Regions from separate parts of the Mus musculus genome. Here region 2 is linked to region 1. The links are chromatin contacts, called in public HiChIP or PLAC-seq maps. All regions are on one chromosome and are shown on one strand. The core of a region is the stretch at or near the end of the contact, and the rest is flanking DNA. Distances in the headings are between cores, read along the strand shown. Region 1 holds the start of Xkr4 (X-linked Kx blood group related 4). Region 2 has its middle 240 kb from the start of Xkr4.

What was found. HiChIP or PLAC-seq counts read pairs in DNA pulled down with a chosen protein or histone mark.
Region 2: a contact with region 1 is called in an H3K27ac HiChIP or PLAC-seq map of embryonic stem cells, with 2.4 times the contacts expected there. The contact joins the enhancer-like site here to the promoter of Xkr4 in region 1. A contact is called at or near these places in 1 of 39 promoter capture datasets (hippocampal neurons), 5 of 484 Hi-C or Micro-C datasets (cerebral cortex, cortical neurons, embryonic stem cells and 1 more), 2 of 115 datasets of contacts at active chromatin or transcription factors (embryonic stem cells and neural progenitor cells) and 1 of 9 other capture datasets (embryonic stem cells).

The regions. Positions count from the first base shown.
Region 1 is chr1:3,666,992-3,673,872 of GRCm38.p6, forward strand. Xkr4 (X-linked Kx blood group related 4) reads right to left here and starts at 4,507. Exons shown (of 3, transcript NM_001011874.1): 1 at 3,561-4,507. The coding sequence starts at 4,357. It also overlaps the pseudogene LOC108167595.
Region 2 is chr1:3,910,297-3,917,177 of GRCm38.p6, forward strand. No RefSeq gene overlaps it. Among named protein-coding and RNA genes, the nearest start is that of Xkr4, 240 kb to the left of the region's middle. Within about 2 kb of position 3,370, at least 12 of the 459 cell types and tissues checked have an H3K27ac peak or open chromatin away from gene starts, as enhancers often do. A contact at or near this core is called in embryonic stem cells, where this site is marked.

The DNA.
Region 1 (6,881 bases), core at 3,257-5,756:
CATTACTTGCAATTGCTATTTGCACATTCACATACATTGTACCACCTACTCATAAGAGCTAACATTGGATCATGCTACAAAGCCAGGACTCAATGAAACAACCCAGTGATGTAGCCAGAGTAGTATAGGACTGGACTGTGAGCACATGTCTGTATTCTGCCCTTATCTGAAGTGTGTCTACTGAAGAGATCCCTCCACCAATCTACACTGTAACTCTCTACCTTCCAACCTCAGAGCAGAAAATCATCATTTGCACATACTGTTGTCATGATCTTCCAAGTGGACACAGGAAGTTAGCCAATATTATATCACTGTTTTAACCCAGGCTTAGGAATAGCACAGAATAACTTTCTTTTGCAGACCTTATGATTAAAGGCAGAGTTAACAGATGTGCCATTCATGATTCCCACTGGCTGATCTGCATTCTTAGTCATTCTGAAATTATATAAAGAGAATAATAAAAAGCATGTTCTCATTCATTTGCAGGCACAGTTCCTTAAAGCAATGGTTGCTCTTCCCACATGGAAGCAAAAGCTCACTTCATTATTTTGTATGGCTCCTTCCCAGAACCACTTCCTATGACTTTAAAAGCTTCCATTAATTTCCCATTAGTAAATGTTAATTAAAATGAGCATGTATCATTGCTTTTAGCAGTTTTCTTCATAATACATATATAATACATGCAAATTTTGTTCACAATGTTTCAAGTGGCTTATTTCAGAACAAACAAACACATGGATGTTATTTTTAAAAGATTTTAGCTATAGAAAGATTTTAGACTCTGATCCTTCCCTAAAATGCCTACAATTTCCTGCCAATGCAATGAAAGGTTAGCAACCCTGATTTAAAAAAAAAAAAAAAAAAGCTATCTTATCCAAGATAGCAGCCCTTTAAAACATGAATAATGACTTCTGGGCTTTAAAACACTCAGTACCCTGCTGTTAGTGCAGTATTTGGATAGAATGCTTTGAAAAGGAGAACTGGAACAGGCCAAGGAATGCTTCTAATTTAAAGATGTATGGTAGTCTAAAATGTTATACAGGATCCAATGCAATAATCTTAGGTGAGCCCCTTTCTACTAGTTATTATGAATGGTACATACCTCCCTACAAAGTTCTATTCGCATGTTTAACATGGAGAAACTGAAACATATCAAAAAAGCATCTGAGCATTGAATTCCACATTCTGTCTCATTCTTTACAGTTATATACATTCAGTCAAAGTAATTTAGAAGAATATTATCAAAAAATAAAGAGGCTATTTTTAGATCACAGCTGTATAAGATTACCAGGAGATTCCTCAAATATTTTCAGCAAAACCAAATAATGGGTTATACAGCAATTCAGAGTTCCACGGTGAGCATCTCATTAGACAGTGATGAAAAAGGCCTGATAGTTCCAAAAGGAACAGTTCAACTCAGAGGAGCTATTAGCAAAATAAACCTCAGCGTCTCTCAGGAATATTTTGTAGGGACCTTAACAAAAAGGGGGCCATGTGTTTCTCCAAGGTTCAGCCAGCAACACAATTGTCTGACAGACTGTGGTCTCCTTTATATGTTCAGCACTACCCTTTTACCCTTTGCCCTTCATGGGCCCTCCATTAGACCCACTGACCCAGTGGATACTGTCTCATTGTAGTATTTTTCTCCACGTTTTCCTACTTCTCACTTTCTCAGCATCATTTCCTGAAGAGAAGAAGCATTATTTTCAATTGGTAAACTGTTTAGATTCAAAAGTCTAATAAATGTTACAATTAAAATGACTTCTTCAGTACACTGAGTTTAACACCACGTGCTTTTCAGAAAATGTCAATCTGTAGGAGGCACACACAGGTGTTTAGTGACAATAACTAATAAGCACTTATATTGCTGATTTACAGATAATTAAAAGGAAGTGATTTCAGAATATTTTATAGTTTTCACAAGTTACCAAATAGGTTGATAAGTTTTTGGTACCACACTGCTAGATTAAAACTACTAATCCTGTATATTGTAGCCACTAAATAACTTCAGTACTTAAATAACCCTTCTAGTTCTTCCTCATAATTAAAGAATACCCAACTTGGACCTTCCAATACTTTTCTGTAGGAAATTGAGACGCCACAGTTAAACTGATGTTTTAGAAAGTCTCCCAGGGTCTGAAATATATATGTTTCCACATCAATTTGTCTAACAGTACACCATGCCTCTTTACCAGAAAGTATCTTCTCTAAATACGTTCTAAGGCAGGAGGTCTAGGGCCATGCTCACCCTGCTTTACAGCTCTTGGTTCTAGGAAGAGCAATGGGATGACTACAGTTACTCTCCTCAGACAAGGACGCTGACTTCTGCCAGAAAGAGAAGTGTGTGAATCTATGTTACAAATGCTCTGAGCTGTTTCTTCATGGGATACTTCATCATGCCAATGGGTTAGAATGTCTTTCATCATTAAAACAAACAAACAAACAAATAAACAAACAAAAAGCATACAGGTGAAAGTACAGAGTACATGCCAGTATCAGCCCACTTGGTAGGAAGTTTCCACACATTACACTACATAGTTACTAAATTGCTTTAAAGCCAAGGAGTCTCTAGGGTAACAGCCTCTATATTTTTCTAAACATATATGTTTAATGTGTTAAACATTGTGTTCCAAAGCTTCTAAACACAGAGAAGTCAAAAGAACAGATTTCTGAGCATATTGTCCCACCACATTCCTACATCTGTGCAGTAATGCCTGAGTGATGGCTCCACCCTGCCCAACAAGTTAAGTCTTGCACTTCAGTGTATAAGCAAAGTGACAACTATGTAAAGAGACTTGGTGGATCAAGTGAGAAGCAGTAAATCAGCCAATGAAAATGCACAATTAAAGTTTGCCCAATGTGCTTGCTACCCCTTTTCTAAAGGTTCCCAGTTACATGTGAAAGTCAAACTAGGGATGCTGCCAGGTAATCAGAGGAGCACTATATAAGTCAGAGTCTGAGCACTTATGCACACACACTCACACACAACATAAATGATAAATGTTCACTCATTTTACATATATATGTCTGTATATATATATGTATACATATACGTCAAATATTTATTAACACTACTTTAAGCTCAGTATTTCTTTAGCTGTTATCATCCAAATATGGACATCTTTGAGCAGTAACAAGTCCTATTTAACTAGAATTGTAATCCTATCCAAACCCAGCACAAAGGAAACCATCAAAAGTACAACACACCAAGAATTCTACATAATATAAATGACTTTTTAGTAAGTGTGAGAGGAATCCTCTGCTAGTGAAATATTAAGTCTACAATCGGGGGAGAACTTGTAGCATACATAGAAAAACTAGTCTATGAGAAGATGGGAAACGTGACAGACTACAAACACGTTCCTGCGTGCCCTTCCTTGGTTTCTTTTTCCTCACCTAACATGAGTTAGGTAAGGAGCAGTTTAGAAAAGAAAACCACAAGAGTGACTTGGCTTACTAGTCATTAGGAAAGATTTCATGCAAAAGTAGAACAGTGGACATGGTGGGCAGGCATGTAGGAACAGTAGTAGTCTCTCTCAACCCCCACCCTGATACAGTACCTCCAGATTTGCCCAAGCTGCAAGATGTGGATGAGTGACTGCAGGAGCCAGATGCAAAAGGAGCAGGACGCAGACCTGTGTTTGCCGCTGGTCCGGGTGGCCCCGTTGCTGTTGCTGCCGCTGTTGGTGGCGGCGATGTTGCTCTTGCTGGCGTTGGATGCTTGCCTCTGCGGCGTGGAAGGACGAACCTCGCCTTCCCCGGCTGCAGACCCACTGCTGACCACCGTCTTGCAATCTGCTCCAGGCTGCTGGCAGCTGGAGGTGGTGGTCGTGGAGCTGTCCTCGGTGCTGAAATCATGCACAAACCAGCGGAAGCTGAACACTTGCACAGAAAGGGAGCCCAGCACCACGAAGAAGAGGGTGAGCCCAAACCACCAGCGCTGGCCACGCAGGTAGTAGTCCACCGCGAGCCAGATGTCCGTTCCCACATCCGCGAAGTACACGGCCACGGCGGCCAGGATCCAGAGGCAGTCCCACAGCGAGTAACGCCGCTGCTCCCTGCCCAGGCGCAGGCACAGCGCCGCAGAGCCCGCCCCGCTGCCCCGGCCGCCGCCGCCCGAGCCGCCCGAGCCCGCCGAGCCGCCGCTCCCCGCGCAGCAGCAGCAGCAGCGCGAGCAGCCACCGCCGTCCGGGCAGCAGCCGCCTCCGGCCGCCTCCGTGTCCTCGGCTCCGGACCCCGACGGCAAGCCTGGAGCCAGTCCTTGCACAGAGCCCGAATTGTCCGAGTTCTGCAGCGGGGTGAACGCCACGTCGCTGCTCTTCTTCATCTTCAGCCTCCCGTCTGACTTAGCGGCCATGATGCCTCGGCAGCGGAGGAGAGCACTCCTTTATCTGACACCTGTCCCTGCTGTCTCCTCCTCCCGCCACCTCCTCGCCTCGCCCTGGCTTCCTTCCCCGGCCGCGCCGCTCCCCAGCTCCTACTCCAGCGCCCGCTCGCCCGCCGCCGCCCGCGGGGCTGGGCGCTGGGCCCGGCTAGCCGCACGCTCGGGACCCGCAGGAGCGCCGCCTGGCTGCCTGCGCCGAGCCCAGCTGCTCGCGCCGGCCCGCGCGCGCCCCTGACAGCCGCCCGCGCTCCGCGCCGGCCCGGCCCCGCGGCTGCAGCACGAGCCGCCGCCGCCGCCAGCAGCAGGAGCAGCAGCGGCCGCCGCGGAGCTCCTCGGACCTGCACATTCCTCTCCTCCCCTCGCGCGCGCTCCCTCCTCCCGCAGCCTCTCCTCCACCAGCTGACTCCGAGGGAGAGGATGACCTCATCCCTTCCCTTCCAGCTGCCGCCGCTCCCACCCCGGCTGGGGAGGGGCGAGAAGGAGGGCCCGGAGGAGGGGCTGGGATTGAGGGGAGCGGCGGGTGGGGGTGCCTGGCTGGCCAGTGCTGGACGCGGAGGGCAACAGCACGGCAATCGGAGGCCCAGTCCAGGCTCGTGGGATAGCGAAGAGCGTTGAGTGGATTTCCTCGAAGCTGGGGGGATGGGATGGGCAGAGCGCGCCGCGTGTTAGAGCCTTGGTGTTGGGTCACTGCCGAGGGTAGGGGGCCACGGACACAAGCGGGCGTGGCAGCAGCGAAGGCTGCGGAAGAAATGGTCTCTTTGTATTGTACCGGGCGCGCTCGGCACCTGGCTGGGTGTGGTATGGTGCTAGGTGTGTTGCTGGCGAGGGTGAACACGCTTTAACTAGGAAGCTAGGGCTCCTATACTGGCGGCGGTGGTGGGCGTGCCATGCTTTGGAGATCCTGGGTGGCACAGTACTTGCAGAGCTAGAACACCTAAAGCAAAGCTGGCAGCAGAGGGCGAGCCCTCGGGATAAGGCGAGAGCAGCCCCAGGGATGCTGTCCTGCCAAACCCCAGCCTAGAGAAATGCAAAGGCCCTATCTCAGGAGGTGGGTGCATGAAGCCCTGTCCCCCTGCGAGTTTAACGAGCCTGAGGCAGCAGCACTAGGCAGACACCATGGTGGGGCTACTCCTAACCGCAGGTGGGAAACGCTGCACCTCTGGCGGCGGCAACCTAGAGCGCGGCGGTGGGAGGAGGGACATGGCTAGTAACCAGGGAAAAGAGAACTAGCTCGGCCCTTGGCCCCGCGCAGGGAGTGGCAGATCCCAAAGCTAATGCCACTTCTCTTATTCCAAAACTGCAATTACCTTCCCTTAAACCTATAAACGTACAGACTTACTGTAGGGTCTCATAACTTCAGAAATGACTCGAATTTAATCTATTCTCGAAGAGAATGTAATAAAATATGTTGCAGTTTAAAAAACAAACAAACAAACAAAAACAACCAACCAAAAAAAAAAAAAAAAAAAAAAAAAACACCACCACCACCAAAAAAAACCCTTTAAATCCCAACAAAATATGGGATATCTTTTTCCTTTTTAAGTTAAGAAAACCCGTGCTTTAGTTTGCCTTACCTAGTTAGCTTTTCAAATGTAAGGGACAAAGAGGGTGATCCTTAAACTGCAATGTGACTCACACACTTTGAGTTCAGAGTAAGCTGGTGATACTGCAGGGAACAGTTCCAGCCAGCTTCCTTCCTTCCTTCCTTCCTTCCTTCCTTCCTTCCTTCCTTCCTTCCTTCCTTCCTTCCTCTCTCTCTCTCTCTCTCTCTCTCTCTCTCTCTCTCTCTCTCTCTCTCTTTCTTTCTTTTGATTTTTGGTTTTTAGAGACAGGGTTTCTCTCTTGTAGTTCTGGCTGTCCTGAAACTCACTCTGTAGACCAGGCTGGCCTCGAACTCAGAAATCTGCCTGCCTGTGCCTCCCAAGTGCTGGGATCAAAGGCGTGCGCCACCACTGCTCGGCCAGTCAGCCTCTTAAGGGATCTGTAGATACAGGTTAATATTCCCTGTTTCCTGGCCTCTCCCGAGGGTAGTGCCGGGTGAGTTTTCATTCCTGTATAGTGACATTCTCTGAATATCAAAACCCTCACTGACAGACCACCTTATGCTACAGCACTCCACTGTTTTAGCACCTACCTGACCAAGGTGAGATTAGTCTCACCCAGTGGATACACCAACAATTGTCCTCAAAGACTAGTGCCCAGGGGTTCTGCTACTTGGTCTTTACCTGACACCCTGGTATGTGGCCATGGGCCCATAAGTGGTTATATGTATGTGCTAAACCAATTTTTATAGTAAAAGATGGGTAGTAAGGATGAGAGGCAACCCAAGCCACTTAACTTCAGGCATTTTAAAATTCATCTTCAACACTGGGCCATTTTGACTAGGAAGTTCCCTTTGGAAAATACCCTGGTTCTTTTTCTCCAGAATTCATATCCATCTCTAGTGTACTGTGTCTGATGGTGCTTTGTGCCAAATCCACTAGGGAGATTTCTTAGG
Region 2 (6,881 bases), core at 2,120-4,619, 240 kb after region 1:
TCATTCGAGTCTTAATAGGTGATGAATTACTTGACACATTATAGAACTTGGCATCTTGTTACTTTTGTAAAATATATGCTATAATAAAGTTAATGCCATTTTTAAAATCGTTGTGTATGTGAATAAATAGCTAATAGATGAACTATAAACTTGACAACAGAAATCCAGGTTCTTAAAATTCTATTTTTCCAAAGAATATTAGTATGCATCACTTCTAAAAACCTGGAACTATATGTCAGCACTGGCTGAAGACCTTACAAAAAGCCATAGAAAAATACAGCATTTCTTAAGAGTGTGAATATATATTCTGACTCCTTGAAAATGACATCACTAGTTCTGATAAGTTTAAATATTGTGAACATTCAACTGAAGACAGCTTTTTTTTTTTTTAAAAATAGTATCTGCACTAACCCAAATAAATCTAGAATGTTGACTTTTATCCATTCTTAATGTTATCTACGTTGCTTGGCATATATTAATTATTCCTGAATTTCTTCTCTTTAATACTGTTCAAGTTCTTATATCCTTCCTCATCACCTATACATCTTTTTATTAATTTGTATAAACTGTTATTCCATTTACACAAAAATTGTAGACATTCATTATTTTGCATTAGAACTATATGATAATGTTTTCATTTCTTATCAAATATAAGTTAATAGATTGTTTTTGACATAAAGGCATGGATTGATTTGAAGAAGTTGATACTGTACAGGGAGAAAATAGCATTAACAATCTTCCAGGAAATAAATGATTGCTATCTTCCCAGTGCCTAGGTACTAGATGCCTCAAACATTTTCATGGTGTTTTTCAGTTTTCAAATGTTTTTGACAGACTTTATTTGAAAATAATAGGTTAGAGAGAGATGGCTTCTCTTGCCTGCTGTGGCAATGGAAGCCTGTGTGCAGAACTCATCAGCAGTGTGCCTGGTCTAAGGCCCAGAGTTATTTCTCTTCCAATGTTCATCTCCCGTAAAATGATAACACAAATGGCAAGGGCAGTGACCTTGATTGCATTATAGAGTAGAAAAACTGAACCTTTGTGGAGCATGACAGTTAATGTCAGTCATACTTGAGTAACACACACATGATTATACACTTCTAAGTATTGGCATAAATTGTTTTTATTACAATGTTCCTTAAAAATACACACATTAAACAAAAGATGTATATTTCTGTTACCTGCAGTTCTGACGTTATTTAAACCAAAATCAAAGTTACTGATTGAATAAAACAACATTGAAAATCAAAGAAATTAAAATAATTCCAATGTTGTTAGTGGAACTGGTAATACTGCTCCCTGCATATAAGTCACATCTTCCAAAAATATACCGGTGTTCAGGGTTATTTCAGCTTGACATTCTAATAGTGCCCATTTTACCTACCATAAATTTAACAGTCACTGGCCATCTGATCAACAGGAGAATTGTGATTCTCACTCCTTTTAGTGCTAGAAGATCAAGGTGCTAACACATTCGATTCACAGACAGACAGCCTCATCTCACTGTGTCCTCACAGGATGGAGGATGGTAATGAACTGCTTTAAATCTCTTTTATGAAGACTGAAACAGTATCCAGAAGGACTTTATCTTCATGATCAATTGCCTTTTCTAAAAATCCCTGTTTCCTGATACCCTACCACCTTGGGAGTTAGTGTCCTACATAGGAATTTGGAAGTGACATGAGCATTCAGGTGATAGCACTTCATAACAAAGGAAAATTAATTCCCTCTCAAGAACTCTCCTCCAACCTATTTACATAACCTTGACATAACAACTTCATAAGGCCATCTCAACTTCAATTGACTCAATCAAATCATTTATATATATTAAATCCATTTTGGGGATTTGTTTACTGACTTGGATTGATAAATAGTTCTATTGAGGCAAATACAACCTGAAATAGAGACATTTGTGCTGTGTACATCCTAAAACCATGTGATCACACTCTGTTCAAACTATGTATCTAAGTAATCAAGAAGAATCTTGCATTAATATTTATGGTTAGATACTATGAGGAAATATAATTAAATATATATTATTTCAAATCCCCAAGGCTACCTATAATGTATATGAGGAATCTGACAGGTCCACAGTCACAGCTAATATCATTTATATAATGACAAAACTATTTTCACCCAGAAATTAACTCACTCACCCTAGAATAACAATACAGCAAACTGAAAGGAAGCACTGGAGATGAAGAAGTAATGAGAAAGGATAGCCTCAAGATCAGGAGTGCAGGTGGACTTCTATTGTGCCCCATGTGCTTGACCTGTGTTCATTTGTCAGAAAGTTCAATAGGTAGAACTTTGTAGTACATGATCCTGCAGAGCTGAGAGGCAGGCAGCAACCTGCAAGAACCTGGAGAGATGGGAATAATAGGGTGTTTTCAGGGAGTCTATGTGATGAGTCAGTGTCTGTAGGCCTGTGTATTGGAGGCTATCCACTGAGATCTCTGACCCAGCCACGTGGGAGGGTTCAAGCAAAGGGGAAAGAGTGTGAGCAGGGAGGGGGAATTGCCTCTGCTGCCTATGCTACTGCTGCAGCAGAAGAGCATTTCTCTTCACTTGAAGTGTTACAGCTCTGATGACAGATGCTTTCAGACAACAGAGTAACTCTCACCCACCTTTGTTCTTTCTGGATAGGATCTTATATACAGTTTTAGGGTGGGTTGGGACCTGACAGTAGGCTATCCCACCTTCAACTTACCCAATCAAATCATCTATATATGAAATCCATTACGATTAGCTCTATCTGAGATGTTAGGAATGCCTCATCTTCATGTGGCATCATCATTGCCCCTACAGAACTGATGGCCACAAATCTCTCTATGGGGTAGGACTGCCACTACATGACAGGGGCCTGGTACTGGGAGTAGACAAAGCTCCTACCATTTTTTCAGGGTTCTAGCAGCTTCTAGCCTTAGCTTGACTTTATCAGGCTTCCTCTCATGGTCTGCTGCACCTCAGGTGTCTGTGAGGAGTGGGCTACATTGCTGTAAGCCGGCCTGCGGCCTACATGAACCCGGTAATTCTGGAAGGCAGGCTGGGGCTTAAAGAAACTTAGACTGTGAGAAAAGATAATGAAGCCAAGACAAATTTTTCTGATCAAGACCCACCAGTTTACTAAGAAAGTGTGCTTATAAGGGGGAAGGCCCATTTCCCACCCCACCCACCCCACCCCCACCCCCACCAGTCCATTCTTGGTGCCTGGAGCCATTCTGTCAGCACTTGGTCGCCAGGCTGGTTGCTTATTCAGGAATATCTCAGGAGACAGGTTCAGCCTCTCAGCAGGTAGCAGAAAAGCAGGGCAGTTGTCACTTCAAAAGGAGCCAAGCAAGTAAGAAAGCTGCACCTCAGGTGGCCCCACCTCAGTGGTGACAAGGTCTGTGCCAGCCCCCTTCAGGCTGGGGGGAGGCTACACTACATATTAGCTGGTCAACATTCCTGTGCACCAGAAAAGGGGAGAGTTGTGTAGGGTATACACCAAAATCAAGGCAGTGTCAGATACTGGCTTCATCCACTAGTCCTTTATACAAACAGGCAGTCTCAAGGAGTGTAGATGATTTAAGACTTGGGCATATGCCAGAAATTCAGCTCCAGGGAACAAGGCATTCTGACTTAGAGAGATTTGACATGTAAGATCAAATGAATGCTTTCAGCTGTTTAAGGACAGGGAATGATATCGGTATGATTTCATGGAGTGGGGACTTTGTTCAATTTGAGTAAACATTTGTCTTGGGAACTATTTTAAGTATCTGCTGTTTGGAATGGAGGCCACAGTCTGTATTTAACAGATTCTGCCACAGAATTTTTATAAGCCCAAGAAGAAGGAAAATTTCAATCTATATTGTTATATCCACTTTGATTTCTTTCAAATTATTCCAGCTCTAATCTTATGTGCAACAAGGAGCACAATGCCTTAACAGATGCAGAATGACATTCTTTGTCAACACAGGCTCTTTGCTTTTCTTTTGCAAATGCCAATGTCCAGCAGATAATTGTCATTTAGAAAGTGATGTATTATGAAGTTAATCAACCTTTTATAATTGAGGTTTTCCTTTCCTCTGTTTGCCGGATGAATTCAGTACCCCAGAATTTCTCATCACAGAAGGAACAAAAAAAAAAAAAAAAAAAAAACCAACAACCAAAAAAATAATCATCTTTTCCCCTAATCTTAAGTTTATACACAATACCCTTTCACTTAGTAATTCAAGGTGGCTTCATTAGTCCAACATGTCCAGACAAAAGATATGAGCAGAGAACCCTTTTCTATGTATGGCCATACACAGAAGTCTGTTTTAGAATAGGTCTATCATATTGTTTATTCAGATGGAGGTGGAAGTGGTCTATTTCAGACCAAGATGATTTATTTTTACGATAGAGAAATGAAGACTGTAAGTCAGAAGTTCCTTAAAAAGGAAGTGTTTAGAAAGGACTCTGCCACTATATTTAATGACTAGCCACATCAACAATGCCTGATCTTAGCTAGTACCTGCAAGACAGAAGTCATGAAGATAAAAAGGAGATGTATAGACAGCTTGACATTAGGAAAAGAGAAAGTTCAAATTTTAAAAACTAGAAAAATTAAAAAGAAGAAATACATATATGTGTGCATATACACATATGGACATCCACTCACATGCAAAGAAAGATGTTTTCTCAAGTAACAAATATATTTCTTAAGCCAATCAGGGTGGCACATGCCTATAATTCCAGCACTTGAAATGGTGAGGGAATGGGACTTTGGGGCATTTGAGATTTGCCTGGGTTACAGAGTGAGACCATTTCTCACAAATCAATCAATGATGAACCAGTCAGTTCATTAATTCTTCTCACCCAGTCTGCTGAGAAAGTGATGCGGGTGGCAAAAGATGATAAGTCCTTTTCAGAAGACTGTTTCCCTTTTCTGTGTGATATAAGATGACCACAGAATGACTAGTCCTTTGAATTTCAAGGAAAAAAAAAAAACAACAGCAACATGGCTTTTACTAATTGGCCTATCCTCCTTAGGTGGCCTTTACAACAGATAAGGACTCAGAAAGGCACATTGTCCTAGGAGCTTGAGTTTCCAAAGGACAAGCTTCCACACTTGTGGAAAAGAAGAATAGGAAGTGGATTCTAGCCTGTGGTCATGCACAGATGATTGATGCTCATGCTGTACATATGTATAAGCGCAGGAGCAGGAAAACAGCTGATGAACCCTGGTACCAGGATGCTGGGCTGCAGAAGGGGAGCTTCCCAGCTACAGTCCACCTTATTGAGCAGCATCCTTGGGCTAAACATTTCATCACACATGTGCCCCTAGATAGGAGCAGTGCAGAGCCATGGGTGTGGGAGAAAGAGTGGAGTGGGAGAGAACCTGTGTCCTGGGCAGGCAGATGCGGGAGGACTGCACACGCTTTCCAAGCAGCCCCAGGTGGGCGTCTGGCTGTGTTAAGCTGGTGACCCCACGTGGCGGGTGGTGGACAAGGGGCAGCCCCAGGTACCAGGTTCTCAGCCTCCTTCATCCCACGCTGGATACAACAGAGGAGCTGAGAACAGAATAGGGACCCCAGGCCAGCACTTGGCCCCGGGAGTCAGAAGGGATGAGAGGTCAGGGGAGCTGGAGCACTAGATGGTTTCCACGTGGGTGAGAGTCCTTGGTAGGCCCATGGCTGTAGCACAGGATGGCCTTCTGGTGGGAGATTAGGCGTGGCACGTTAGGAGAAAGCCTATCCTATCATTCAAGCACAGAGGGCCTTCATGATCAGAGATAGTCTATGGTTTTAGAGCTTTATTGTAGAAAGGCAGAGAGAATGGGTAGAAGGTAGAAAGAGAGAGGGAGAGGCTGGCCACGACCACATGGAGAGAGGGGGAAGAGAGAAAGAAGGAGGGCTAGAGAGTAAGAAAGGTAAAAGCTTAGAGAGAGGGAGAGGGAGAGGGGGAGGGGGAGGGAGAGGGAGAGGGAGAGGGAGAGAGATATGGGGCCAAGCAGCCCCTTTTATAGTGGGCTGGGCTATCTTGCTGTTGCCAGGTAACTATGGGGAGGAGCGTACCTGGCTATAGTCTGTGGGGGTGGAGTCTAGCCAGAATGCCAGAAGCTTGGGATATTGTCTGTGTGACTGATAGCCACATGCCTCTCCTGTGGGGGCTGTGGGGGCAGTAACTTCGACAAGATTCAGGGGTCCAGGAGTCATGATCGAACGCCTTCCATCCCATATAGGTGGAAATTAGCACTCACCAGATCCCACCAGGGTTCAAGACCTAAGCTGGACTGGAGACCAGACTCTCTGTGAATAGCCCATTGGCCCACAGGGCAGCTGAGCTCCTTGACTGGTTCTTGTTAAGTGTGTAGGAACAAATACAGATACTTTTACTCCTTGACTCTTTGCTAAGGGTAGAGGGGAGTTCTTTCCTTCATGATGGAGGGGACTCTTTCCAGGTTATCACTGACTTAATGTGTGTTCTTTTTACCACTTAACTGTCTACATGGACCTTTCAGTTTGTCACCTTGTGTGCTAAAAGCAATCCTGACAAGTGACATGGCAAAGAATATTATTCCATTTCAGAGATAAAAGAAGTTGGTTGGAGTTCTGTGAGAAAGCTTCCCAAGGCAGCACAGCTATTTAACACCTCAGCACAGTGCTTTAATGCAGCCCCTGATAGCATGTCACTTCTCAGTATTTGCTTTGAAACCCTATTTTGTTCCCACAGCAGACCCAACCTGCCAAACAGTTTGTTTCTCAAACTAACCCCCACCATGAGTTAACAGAGCCATGTTCTATTTTAGTGAAGCATTGGTCCTGGTTGATCTCATTTCTAGGCCAGGAGTACCTGGGCACACAACTTCCTCTACCCTCTGGGTACCAGGGAACTGGATTCCAACTGCCTTCTCATAC